2 separate regions of the Canis lupus genome follow, and region 2 is linked to region 1. A link is a contact called in public Hi-C data. All regions are on one chromosome and are shown on one strand. Each heading gives the region's core, a stretch centred on a gene start, on an enhancer-like site or on the middle of the called end of the contact. The rest is flanking DNA. Distances are from core to core; before and after follow the strand shown.

Region 1 (5,786 bases), core at 1,113-3,612:
CACTAATTTTGTGCTTCTATCTTCCTTGTTTCATTTTTGCAAATTATGGCACATGTGTGGGTAATGCCTGGGCCTTTACCAGTCTCTCACTCTGGTCAAAACCCAAGGCTGGGGGGATCCCTGGGTGGCTCGGCGGTTAAGCTCCTGCCTTCAGCCCAGGGTGTGGTCCTGGAGACCCGGGATTGAGTCCTGCATGGGGCTCCCTGCATGGAGCCTGCTTCTCCCTCTGCCTGTGTGTCTGCCTCTCTCTGTGTCTATCTCTCATGAATAAATAAAATCTTGAAAAAAAAAAAAAAAAAAAAAAGACCCAAGGCTGGGCCTGCTCTCCGACCCTGTGTGACCCTGTGCCAGATGGAAACGCTGGAGCACATGCACACATCTCTCCCTGGCCTCATCTGGTCTGCGGGAGGCAGGGCAACAGCTCTTTCATTTTTTCTAAGGCTCGCCAACGTAGTCATCTTTGGGAAGTGTAAATCCAATCATCTGGGCATCAAAACCTTCAATGTGCCCCACTGCCTCTGAGGTAACGTCCTAGCTCCATAGCCAGTTCAAACCCTGTGACTTTGCGCGGGCTCTCTGCTGTCCACCTCTGTCTAGGCCTCTGCTCCCCTGGCCGATTCCTGTTCCTGGCCTATGGCGCCAACTATGGTTCCCTTCCTGTGTTCCCCCTGCCAAGTGGAGCTCAGCAGTGGTGCCCGCTCCCCCATTCCCAAGCTCCCATCTCTAATCTGGTACCTATCGAACCAGACTGTGGTTACCGTCATATTGCCTATTTCTCCTCCTAACTACACTGCTCTACTACCTAGACTGGCCTGAGGTGAACAACTCTATTTTCACAATCCCAGGATTAAGCCCAGGGCCTAGTGAACAGAAGAATACAGTGAACTCAATAAATGCTTATTGTCTTTTCAAAAAATCGTGTCTGGAAAGTATCCAGAAGTCCTCAAGGTGACCTCAAATCATGTCAGCCCCAAACATACAAGTATCAGTCCTGCCCTAAGGACTGGTCTAAGGGGGCACAATCGATAGGAGTGCCAGGAAGCCACCCTTGGTTTCTAGAACGAAATGTGATCCTTTCTCTGAAGCTGTCACTTTATATCAGCCAGAAACCATAATTCCCACTTTACTGTGCCTCTGAGTAAAGGCAGCAGGGAAATAAGAGAGTCCCTAATAGGCAAGTGATCTGACTTCAGCAGTCTCCAAGTGTGTGTCCCACAGACTTCAGAGAAGTCTGTGCATGCACCTGGGTCCCTTCTAGCTGTGGATGTTTCCATTCTTCTAGTCCAGTGACTACAGGGTCCCTCTTAATCTCTGTGCACAAGTAGTACAATTGGTTCGTTTAAAGCAAGTGAAAATAGGGCAGCCCTGGTGGCGCAGTGGTTTAGTGCCACCTGCAGCCTGGGGTGTGATCCTGGAGACCCGGAATCGAGTCCCGCATCGGGCTTCCTGCATGGGGCCTGCTTCTCCCTCTGCCTGTGTCTCTGCCTCTCTCTCGTTCTCTCTGAATGAATAAATAAATCTTTAAAAAAATAAAAAATAAAGCAAGTGAAAATAGTGCAGGTCAACACTAGGGGATGCTCTGACCACAGGTAAAAGCTCAAATCACATTCAGAAGGCAGAGGGTTGCAAGTGAAACCCTTGGTTGGCCACCTAAAGATTTCAAAGGACTTCAAACACACCTAAAAACTACAAGCCCCACACCTGGGTGGAGAGGGTGAAGGTCCTAGTTAATAAGAACAACTTGGATGGGGCAGCCTGGTTTGGCTCAGCAGTTTAGCCCTGCCTTCAGCCCAGGGATCAAGGGATCAAGCCCCACATCGGGCTCCCTGCATGAAGCCTGCTTCTCCCTCTGCCTGTGTCTCTGCCTCTCTCTCTCTCTCTCTCTTTCTTTCTGTGTGTCTCTCATGAATAAATAAATAAAATCTTAAAAAAAAAAAAAAAGAATGACTGGACACTGCCTGAGTTAGTAAGAAGGCATCCCTCATGATTTTCCACACCTCCATTTCCAGAAATCTACACTCCCACTACACAAAACTGGAACCTGCTAGGAACACCCAATGCACTTGCCTTTCAAATCTGCCAACAAAAATCCACAGAAGAGTCAAATGCATTTTGGTTAAATCTCCCTTCTTTCAAATCTTAGTTTCTTCCTCCTCTTTCTCTTAACTGTCAATAGGAAATGATCTAAATGCCAAACAGAACAAAAACTCACAGCTTTAAAAGAATCTTGCCATATGATGAAAACACTTCTCCAAATGACTCATCTTTTTTACACCAAAAAACCACAGCACTTCTCAGTTCTCACTGTATCACACTGAGTCTGGGAGAGGGACTGCCCCCATTCGAAGAAAAGGACCACAGGGGCCCAAAGAGGCACTTCCCGGGCACCAGTTACCCCTAGGACCTGAGCACAGGAGCAGGCCACCCGGAGAGCAGCACCACCACACTCCAGCACCCGCCGCGACAAACCATGAGAAACCGTATTTAGCCATGGTACCGCGAGCGGCAGCAGCAGTCCCAAGCTTACCTTCAAGGTCTTCACAGCTACTGTCAGGCTGTATTTCTTCCATACACCCTCGTACACCTCCCCGTACTGGCCTCCACCCAGCTTGTGCTTCATGGTGATGTCCGTGCGCTCCATCTCCCACTTGTCGTAGTTGGGGGACACGCCGTAGACAGTGGGCTTGTTGCGCTTGGGAGCTGGGTAATGGAGAGTGGTGATGAGCCCGTCTGCCACAGTCGAGTGATGATGAACCAACTCCGCCAAGGTGTTGAAGCGGCTCTCTGAGGAGACGTAGAGCTGAGGGAAACAGGGACAACTTTCAGCTCCCAGAGTGCACACAAACCCAAACAACTCCAATGAACCAGCTCTGCTAAGCCTAAGTCATGGCACAGCAAAACCTCAGATAAATAGCTTTCCACACAGGATGGAGCGTGCAGAAAACCACCTATACTGTGTTTCTCTACACCGGCTGTAATGCACTTGTGAAAGCAGAAAGAACCAACAAAATGCCTCAGTGCCTTTGCATCTGCTGTTCCCTCAGCCTGAAATCTTCCAGCCACCTAAGCATTACATGCCTGGTTCTCCTCTGATCCCAAGCCCGGCATAAATATCATTATTGCTGCAGTCACCTGACTGGTCATCGCCCAGCACTCGTTATCATATCACATCTATTACTTCTCTGCATTGTATTCACCTGCTTATTTGCTTACTTACTTCCTGCCAATGACCTCCTAGAATGTCAGCTTCATGAGAGTAGAGCCCTAAGCTGTTTTTATCCTGTGTCCCCAATGTGGAGAACAAGAAATGAGCACATAATAAATAAATTTGTTGATTAAATTAATGAAGACTAGAATTCACTATGTATTTGCTGACTGGAAAAGAAATTAAATTTTTAATAATTATGCTTATTACTTAAAATCTCTAATTTATAACTGTAGAACTATCCAGAACTATGCAGTAATCAGAAACGGAAACCACTAAATAAAACATAAATCTCGGGATCCCTGGGTGGCGCAGCGGTTTGGCGCCTGCCTTTGGCCCAGGGCGCGATCCTGGAGACCCGGGATCGAATCCCACGTCGGGCTCCCGGTGCATGGAGCCTGCTTCTCCCTCTGCCTGTGTCTCTGCCTCTCTCTCTCTCTGTGTGACTATCATGAATAAATAAATAAATAAAAATCTTAAAAAAAAAAAAATAAAACATAAATCTCCTTCTCATTCTTATTCTTACACCCTCAACTGGGGCTAAGTAGCATCAGAGGTCCAGACATGCCGACCCCAGCTGGACGCCCCTGTGGGATGCCCCAGTCAGCACCCTCCAGAAATGGAGTGGGGCAGGAGAGTGGTACTGGAGGCCTGCACAAAGGCCACGTAGCCACCTCTGCTGCGGGGAAGCAAGCAGAGGGGCTTGCAGACACAAGCACATGTGAGCCTCTGAGATCTACGGTGGGCACGAACCTACACGTGGAGTCTGTCCATGGGTCATTCTGGTCGGATGCACTGGGAAAGGAAAAAGGAAAGGAGCAGGCTGACAGAAGCAGGTGTGGATGGGGACGGCTAGTTTTCTTCTTCTTTGGTTCATTTCAGTACGGTGGTGGGGGAATGCTTCCTTTGCAAAAAAACAATTCCATGTTAAAATCTACACAGGACATCTGGGCTCCAGGCAGACAGCAGGTAACTGAACCTACCAGCTCATGATGGGCAGTCAGTGATTGCAGAAGGTGGGAAGGACATTAAAAATCACGACTTGTCCTGACTATAGACACAGAGGAAGAATACGTGTTTGGAACAGCGGTAACCCATGGGGAAAGAGGGAGAAAAAGGAATAGGCTGAGTCAGCTGTAGCTGTAGTATCTCTATTACTTAAAAACAGAAAAAGGAAGAAAAACCTGAAACTCATGGCAGTGTTGGTTATGGAAGGCTCCATCACTTCTGGTATGTTTGTAATATTAGATAATTGAAATAAAAGAAAAAATATTAACAAATACATGAGTTTATCCCATTTATAACCCTCAAGAAGATAAAGAGAATGCTCTATTTTTTAATTTTTTGCTCGGGGAGATAACAAACAGATGTTTAAAACTCAGGCAAGGGGAAAAAAAAAAACTCAGGCAGGGAAGCCTGGGTGGCTCAGCAGTTGAGCGTCTGCCTTCAGCTGAGGGCATGATCTCCGGGTTTGAGGATCGAGTTCCACATTGGGCTCCCTGCGAGGGGCCTGCTTCTTCCTTTGCCTATGTCTCTGCCTCCTCTCTCTGTGTGTCTTTCTCATGAATAAATAAAATCTTTTAAAAATAAATAAATAAATCTCAGACAAGTCAATGACAGACTCTGACTTAGAGGTTTGTAATATACAATCTTCTGGTTGCAATCCTACTAAAATACAATTCTGAGCAACCCAAGAATTTGTCCAGAAAGACCCCATAGCTCTGGGAACTTGTCCCTCTGTAAGATGGCAGCCCTCAATGGCAGGACCGTTCAAGGTGAGGAGAGGACCCACCAGGAAGCCCTTACACCTCAGACAACCTCAGTCTCTAGGGACACGTGACAAGTCACACTCAGGGCCCAGAGTGAGTGCACAAAGGTGCTGAGGGGAGGTGCGGAAGAATCAGCACCGCTGAGCCTGCGCCTGGCCTGACGTCCACGGCCCTCTTGTGAGTGGGCACTGCTGACACAAGTACAGTTCAGAGAGAAGACAGAGAGGCATGTGGGGACAGCGGCTAATCCTGCCTCTCTCTAGAAAAGCCTGTCATTTGTCCATTTACTTCACTTCATGTGGCAAGTGTTCTAAGCCATCTTCTTTTGGGGCAGCTCAGCTGCTGATGTTTTCACTTCCGTGGAGGGTAGAGCCTCCCTGGCTCGCTCCCTGGCATCACAGCACCCCTCCCACCTCGGACATCGCTGGCATGGTGCGTCCATTTCATTTGCTGGACTCCTGAGGTTGGTCACCAGGGAGCAAGGCTCATTACCTACCTCTCCCTGTCAGCTTGAAAGGAGTGTTCCCCAACCCAAGGATTAAGTTCCTTCCTTCGCACAGAATGCTAATGGCTCCTCCAAGCCCTAGTTATGCAGAATTTGTTCCTGGTCTCCTCTGATTCCCTCAGAGGTGCTCCTGTTAGAGATTTCAGAGTTGTAGCAGGTTTCACTGAATGGGCCTACTTTATATCCTTTTCAATAATTAAATTTACAGGCCCTGTGACTTAGTTCATCTTTCAAAATAAAATCTGCATACCAACACTTATTAAATATTAAAACTACTCTCCCTTCTCAATGCACTGCACAGCCACCT
Region 2 (5,786 bases), core at 1,629-4,128, 120 kb after region 1:
CGCATCCATGAACACCATGGCTACTAATACAGTGAGGTGCTACAACCTCAATTCACACTAAGGAGTCTGCGTGACTTCTACACTATCTGTGCAAAGAATGCAAATAACATCTAAGTACTGCATTAATATGAAAACAGGTTTGACCTCTCAACCTTCTTGGAAAGGGTATCAGGGACACCTATGGAACTATATACTGTTCTGTACAAGAAGTTTCCTGAAGTGAGATTACTGAGTTATTTGAATATGCATTTTAAGTTGTGATAAGTTTAGCCAAAGCGCTACAAAAAGTCTGTACCAATTTTCATTATCTAAGGCTGCAAGATCATCATCACTAGTTAAAAATGTAAATAATTTACTTTATACATCCTGAACTGGGAAAGCACCATAATGTAACAAATCTCCATATCTGCCTAAAAGCAGTGCTAAAATGTAACTAGTATTTCAAGGAAAAATACTATTCAAGTACTCAAATCATTTAGATGAGGTAAATGTTCTTCTGTAAGTAAAACCTCAACAGGGATCCCTGGGTGGCGCAGCGGTTTGGCGCCTGCCTTTGGCCCAGGGCGCGATCCTGGAGACCCAGGATCGAATCCCACGTCGGGCTCCCGGTGCATGGAGCCTGCTTCTCCCTCTGCCTGTGTCTCTGCCTCTCTCCCTCTCTCTTGGTGACTATCATAAATAAAAATTAAAAAAAAAAAAAAAAAAAAAAACAACAACAAACCTCAACAGCCAAATGCAAGTTTATGCAACAGAGACCTTTGTTTATTGTGGTCATCCATTATTAGCATTAAGCATTTGAGATTGAGTGCCACCTGCACTCATCCTTCATTTGCTTATCGAGTGGGTGGGATCAATATTTCAATATAAAGTACACAGTCTGAAAAAATGTCAGGCTACAACAGTACAAACAGGACCCTAATTAATTGGCTGAGGGCTGGCCCTTAGCTTTATTTTATTTTATTTAAAGATTTATTTATTTATTTATGATAGACATAGAGAGAGAGAGAGAGAGAGAGAGAGGCAGAGACACAGGAGGAGGTCTGAGAAGCAGGCTCCATGCCGGGAGCCCGACGCGGGACTCGATCCTGGGACTCGATCCTGGGACTCGATCCCGGGACTCGATCCCGGGACTCCAGGATCCCGCCCTGGGCCAAAGGCAGGCGCCAAACCGCTGAGCCACCCAGGGATCCCCTGGCCCTTAGCTTTAAAAGCTCACATAGAATTATGGGGAGTGTACAGCTTAACACATACTGTCTGCAATCAAATGCCAACCATGTTCATAAAAATATCAAAGACAACCTTTCTTGCCCCAAATGTCATCCGAAGCAGGGAGAGGGGAGGCTAAGGCTCCATTCCTGGGGAAACGATTACTCCTGTGTAAGGTAAAATAACCAGAAGGTGGGTATTGTCAATTCACAAGGGATGCTGCTTCCCCACTCAACTTCTCCCACGTAGCTCCAAAGGGCGTATTATCAAGTCCTACTTATGACTGAAAAGGTCAAGGATAATAGTGTCAACTAGGATCTGTGGTTCTTAACCTCCTGGGGAGCACGAGCCACTCTGGGGATAGGATAAAAGCTCTGCGTGGATAAAGCAGTAAAGGATCCAGGTACCTCCGGCAGAGCCCATGCCTGGGGTTTAGAGCAGGATCATGGACTCTGAACCTGAGAAACCACTTAAGTCCAATCTCCTCAGGAAACTGGAAGAGTAAAATGGCTTATCTAAGGTCAACAGTGAGTTAGAAGGGGAATTAGGCAAGAAAGAAACAACTCAAAGAGATTTTTGAATAAAGCCATCCAGAGTCTCCAAGTAACCTCTTCTTATACAAAGTTCCACCGCAAACTAAGAGAAAACTGTAATCAGAGAAGTTTTTTAAGTACAGCTGGACGCAAGTACTGTCGTTCACAGAACCCTTAGGTCCTCCTAGGCTGAACACATACGGAAAAACACGACCAGAAAGCTTGGAGAGCACTCACCGTGTTCCACAAAAACATTGCAGTGTGGACCCCCATGCCTCGATGACTCCTTCTTCCCTGCTCCTTTGATAAAGTGCAGGGCGGGCAAACTTGGCCTTCTTTGGTCCCCAAGAACTTTGCCAGGCTGCTGCCCCATAAAGTAATGATAGGCACCCCTTTCCAGAAGAGGGTTCGAGATCTTCCAGAATGGTCAGTGGGCTTGGAAGGAAAACAGTATATATGTGGGATTTCACATTCACCCGATCTCCACGAGTCAGTAATTGAGGTCAATCACAAAAAAAAAAAAAAAGAAAAAAAAGGACATCTTCGGTAACCAAAGGAAGCAGTTTTTTAGATGGACATATGTAAACAGGAGTTCCAATCACTTCTGCAGTTTATCAGTCTGAAGTAACCTGACTTGCAGTGCTACCCAAAAGTTCCTTGAGTTTAAGTGTCTTTTACTGGCTGAGTAAGTTTCTGTCTTTTCAAGAAGAAAAACAAACATTCACAGGGATGCTCGTAGAAGGGTCAGTAACACTAAAGTCATTTCGATTCCCACACATAAAGGGAATGTTGATGGTCTCTGGATGCTTCTCCAGAACTTCTCCTGTGGAAGTCACCCCCTATCTCAGTTTCTTCGTTTCCCAGCAAGTTTCCTGCCCAACCAGCTGCCGCTCCTGCTTCCCTACCCTGCGCTCCGGAAAAGGACCCGGGTCACCCGGGCTTCAGCGAGAGCTTGCCCTCGACTCCGGCGACAAGGAATGCGTTGCCAGCAACTTTTCAAGTCCGCTTTTTAAAAGGCCTGTGAAACCAGTCCAGGCTTTTCCTTTGCATTAAAGTTTCTGTCGGGGCGGAGGCCAAGGGGACCGTAGGTGACATTGGAGGGAGTCAGGGCATTGGAGGCTCCCGGGAGCAACCGGGGGGGAAGGGGAGGCCACCTGACAGCGCGGGGGTGTGCACGGGGGGCTCCGCGGCCGAGCCGGGAGCCGGGCGCCGGGCGCGGGAGCAGGGGCGGCGCGGGGTACGGGGCAGGCTGCGGGGCGGGGGCGGGGCGCGGGCGGCTTACTCGGGGCGTCGCTCCTCCGCGCCTCAGGAACTCAGAGACCACCCCCAGTGTCCCGGAGCCGGGGCAGGGCTGTACGGGAGGAAGGGCCGTGGCGGCCCGGAAGGCGGGAGGCGGGCGGAGGGGGAGGAGGCCCGGCCGCCTCAGCTGCCCCGAGCCCGGGGGTCTCTGCCCGAGACACCCCCTCCCCCGGCTCCGGACGTTGGCACAGACGCCGCCGCCGCCGCCGCCGCCGCCGCCGCCAGGCAGTCACATCCCCGGAACTCCGCCGCGGGACCCAGCCTCCCCCCGCAGGTGGGGGCCGTGGACAGCGGAGGGGCTCTTCAGCCGCAGGACCCGGGAACCGGCTCCGGCTCCAGCGCTGCTCAGGGACCGACACCGACCCCCGCGGCCGCCATGATGGATTAGGAGCCGCTCCACAACGAGGCCAGGCCCCGCCCCCGACCCCGCCCCCGGCGACGTCCGGCGCGCGCCTCGCGGGGACCCGGGCTCTCCCGGCGCCGCTCTCGGGGACGCTGCCGTGCCCTTCGCCTCGGGTCTCCCTGCCCGCCAGAACTTGGCCCAGCACGACCTTTTAAAGGTGGTTTTTCCGAGCGCAAGGTGAGTGGTGAGGAAGCCCCCGCCTCCCCTGCACGGCCATTGGTCCCTGAGAATCCGGGTCAGGTCTCTCTCCTGCGTCCCATTGGCTGGTGAGGGCGGCGAGGCTAGAGCTCCCAGCCAACCGCATCCGGCGCAGGCCGCAGCGCTTGCCGGGAGCTGTAGTCCCGCGGCGCCCGCCCCTGCCTCGGCGCCCCCGCGACTTCTTGCCCTCTGCTCCCGGCTCCTGAGCTTCGGGCCCGCCCTCCTGGGAGCCGGTGGACTCTCGCCGGCCTCGCGTAGGGCTGGCCAATGTCTGTCCTGCGCGGGGAGTAAGGCCGGCGAGCAGCCAAAGCAAGGGGAAAACTGCGGATTGGATTGTTTTAGAACCGGAGTTGGAGTACTTCCTTAAGCCGCCTCTTCTCAGGGAAGAACCTTTGGCCGGTTCCTGGAAACCAAGGTCTTTGGTGCCTTGCCCTCTCTCCCCAAATTCTCACCTTTTCCCCAGGAAGCATAAATATTATCACTAGCGAAAACACAAATGGCTGGAAAACACCCAACATATTGCTAACGAATTCATGGTTTCTTTGGGTTTTCCGGAGGCTCAGCCGTTAAAGAAACCGCATGTATGAGGCACCTCTCAGACTCTAAGCCAGGCGCAACCAGGTCTGAGCTGGAAAGAGCCTGGAGGATGAAACGACCTCATTTCACAGACATAAATGTATTCTCATGAAAACACCCTGTTAGCCGAGAAGATGCCAATTGCTGGGTGGCCAGGCCTACAGAGCTAGCCAATGAGCCAGTCACCCCAGACCCACGCTTGGCGGGACCCATCTCCTGCCACTGAAAAGCAGCCCAGCCCCTCTGTGGTCACCCTGTGACCTGCCTGGGATATACCCATTTCTAAGGAGATCCACTCATCCCAGCGCCTACTCTACACTGACTGTTAGGCTTGTCTAATTTAATCCTCGCTGTAGCCCAGTGAAGCATGTAATGTCATCCCCCATTGCACAGCTGAGGGAAGATTCAGAGATGGGACTTACTCAAGGCCCCTTGCCTAGTTAGTATGTGACAAAGTCACCATTTGAGCCCAGATTGAGGTTGCTGCAAAGCCCATGAAAATTTTTTCCACTGTACTGTTGAGGGTAACCATTCACCAAATGTCAGACAACTGATTCTCAGAACTCACTCTTGTTATTAGAAAACCACAGCCACACTACAGGTGTTGTGATCTAGTTATTATATGGTTACAATTTTTCAGAAATATTTCAGCTGGATGGGAAAATGGTAGTTTTTAGATAGTGGCTTCTGGTAGTAGTGACAGACTTAGTCCTGACTTGTAGTATCATTCTTTAATCATTGGACACCCCTGTTCCCCTTTATTCACGTGTGATCCTCTCCTGATTTTTCTCCTTGGAGATTTTGCTTTCTGTTCACGCTTTAATCATTTCCTGCGCGTCACCATTCTCTAGCTTAAAATTGGGCAATTGGATCAGAACTCTAATATGCATTTCTACAAACTAATTTCATTCAACATTTACTGAGTCCATGTGCCGAGTGCAGTTCTAGGTGCTGGTATACAACAGGCGAGACACTCTTCCTTGTCCTGAGGAGCATACATAGAGACAATGAGCAAAATGGTAACCCAAAGGACTGGTTTCAATGCTGAAAATAAAATTTCTGGATCCACATTCTTTCATCATCAGTCCAACCCATTCTCTAAAAGGTTGCTTTGCACCTAACGCTTAAGCCTATTTCTGATTCATAGTGAAGCTCCTATGAGCTTTCTTCATTTTTAAGTGGGGGTCATATGTACTATCAGATGAGATCTTGTTTGGTCTTTCACCACCTGAGATGCTTCTTCAGGGTCAGTGTGGAGGCACTCACTGACCTGCATATAATCTAAAGGCACATCCCCTATCTCCACTTTCCACTCACCATCTTCTGGTTGTAGGTGAACTCCAAACCTAGACTGCAGTACTTCCTAGAGATGCACACTGCTTTTACTCCCTTTATAACACTGTACAGTAACTTTTGACTTAAAACTAAGATGCTGATGGTCAAAAATCAATGTTGCCCAATGTTGAATAAATCCTTTTATGTATTCTCTTCATTAAAATTCCATAAAAATTAATTTTGTCCTGACTTTTATAAAGCAAAGCAACCCGTAAGTTGCCACAGGGATTCAGTAA

The links. Hi-C and Micro-C count contacts between places; a contact is called where the count stands out from the background.
Region 2: a Hi-C map of blood shows a contact between it and region 1, with 2.0 times the contacts expected there. The contact joins the promoter of ABL1 here to the enhancer-like site in region 1. A contact is called at or near these places in 2 of 9 Hi-C or Micro-C datasets (amygdala and blood).

The regions. Positions count from the first base shown.
Region 1 is chr9:53,230,764-53,236,549 of UU_Cfam_GSD_1.0, forward strand. ABL1 (tyrosine-protein kinase ABL1) reads right to left here. Exons shown (of 11, transcript XM_038549019.1): 4 at 2,528-2,800. Among named protein-coding and RNA genes, the nearest start is that of QRFP, 31 kb to the left of the region's middle. Within about 2 kb of position 2,363, at least 1 of the 20 cell types and tissues checked has an H3K27ac peak or open chromatin away from gene starts, as enhancers often do. A contact at or near this core is called in blood, where this site is marked.
Region 2 is chr9:53,350,778-53,356,563 of UU_Cfam_GSD_1.0, forward strand. It overlaps ABL1 (tyrosine-protein kinase ABL1), which reads right to left and starts at 2,879. Exons shown (of 11, transcript XM_038549019.1): 1 at 1,977-2,879. The coding sequence starts at 2,112.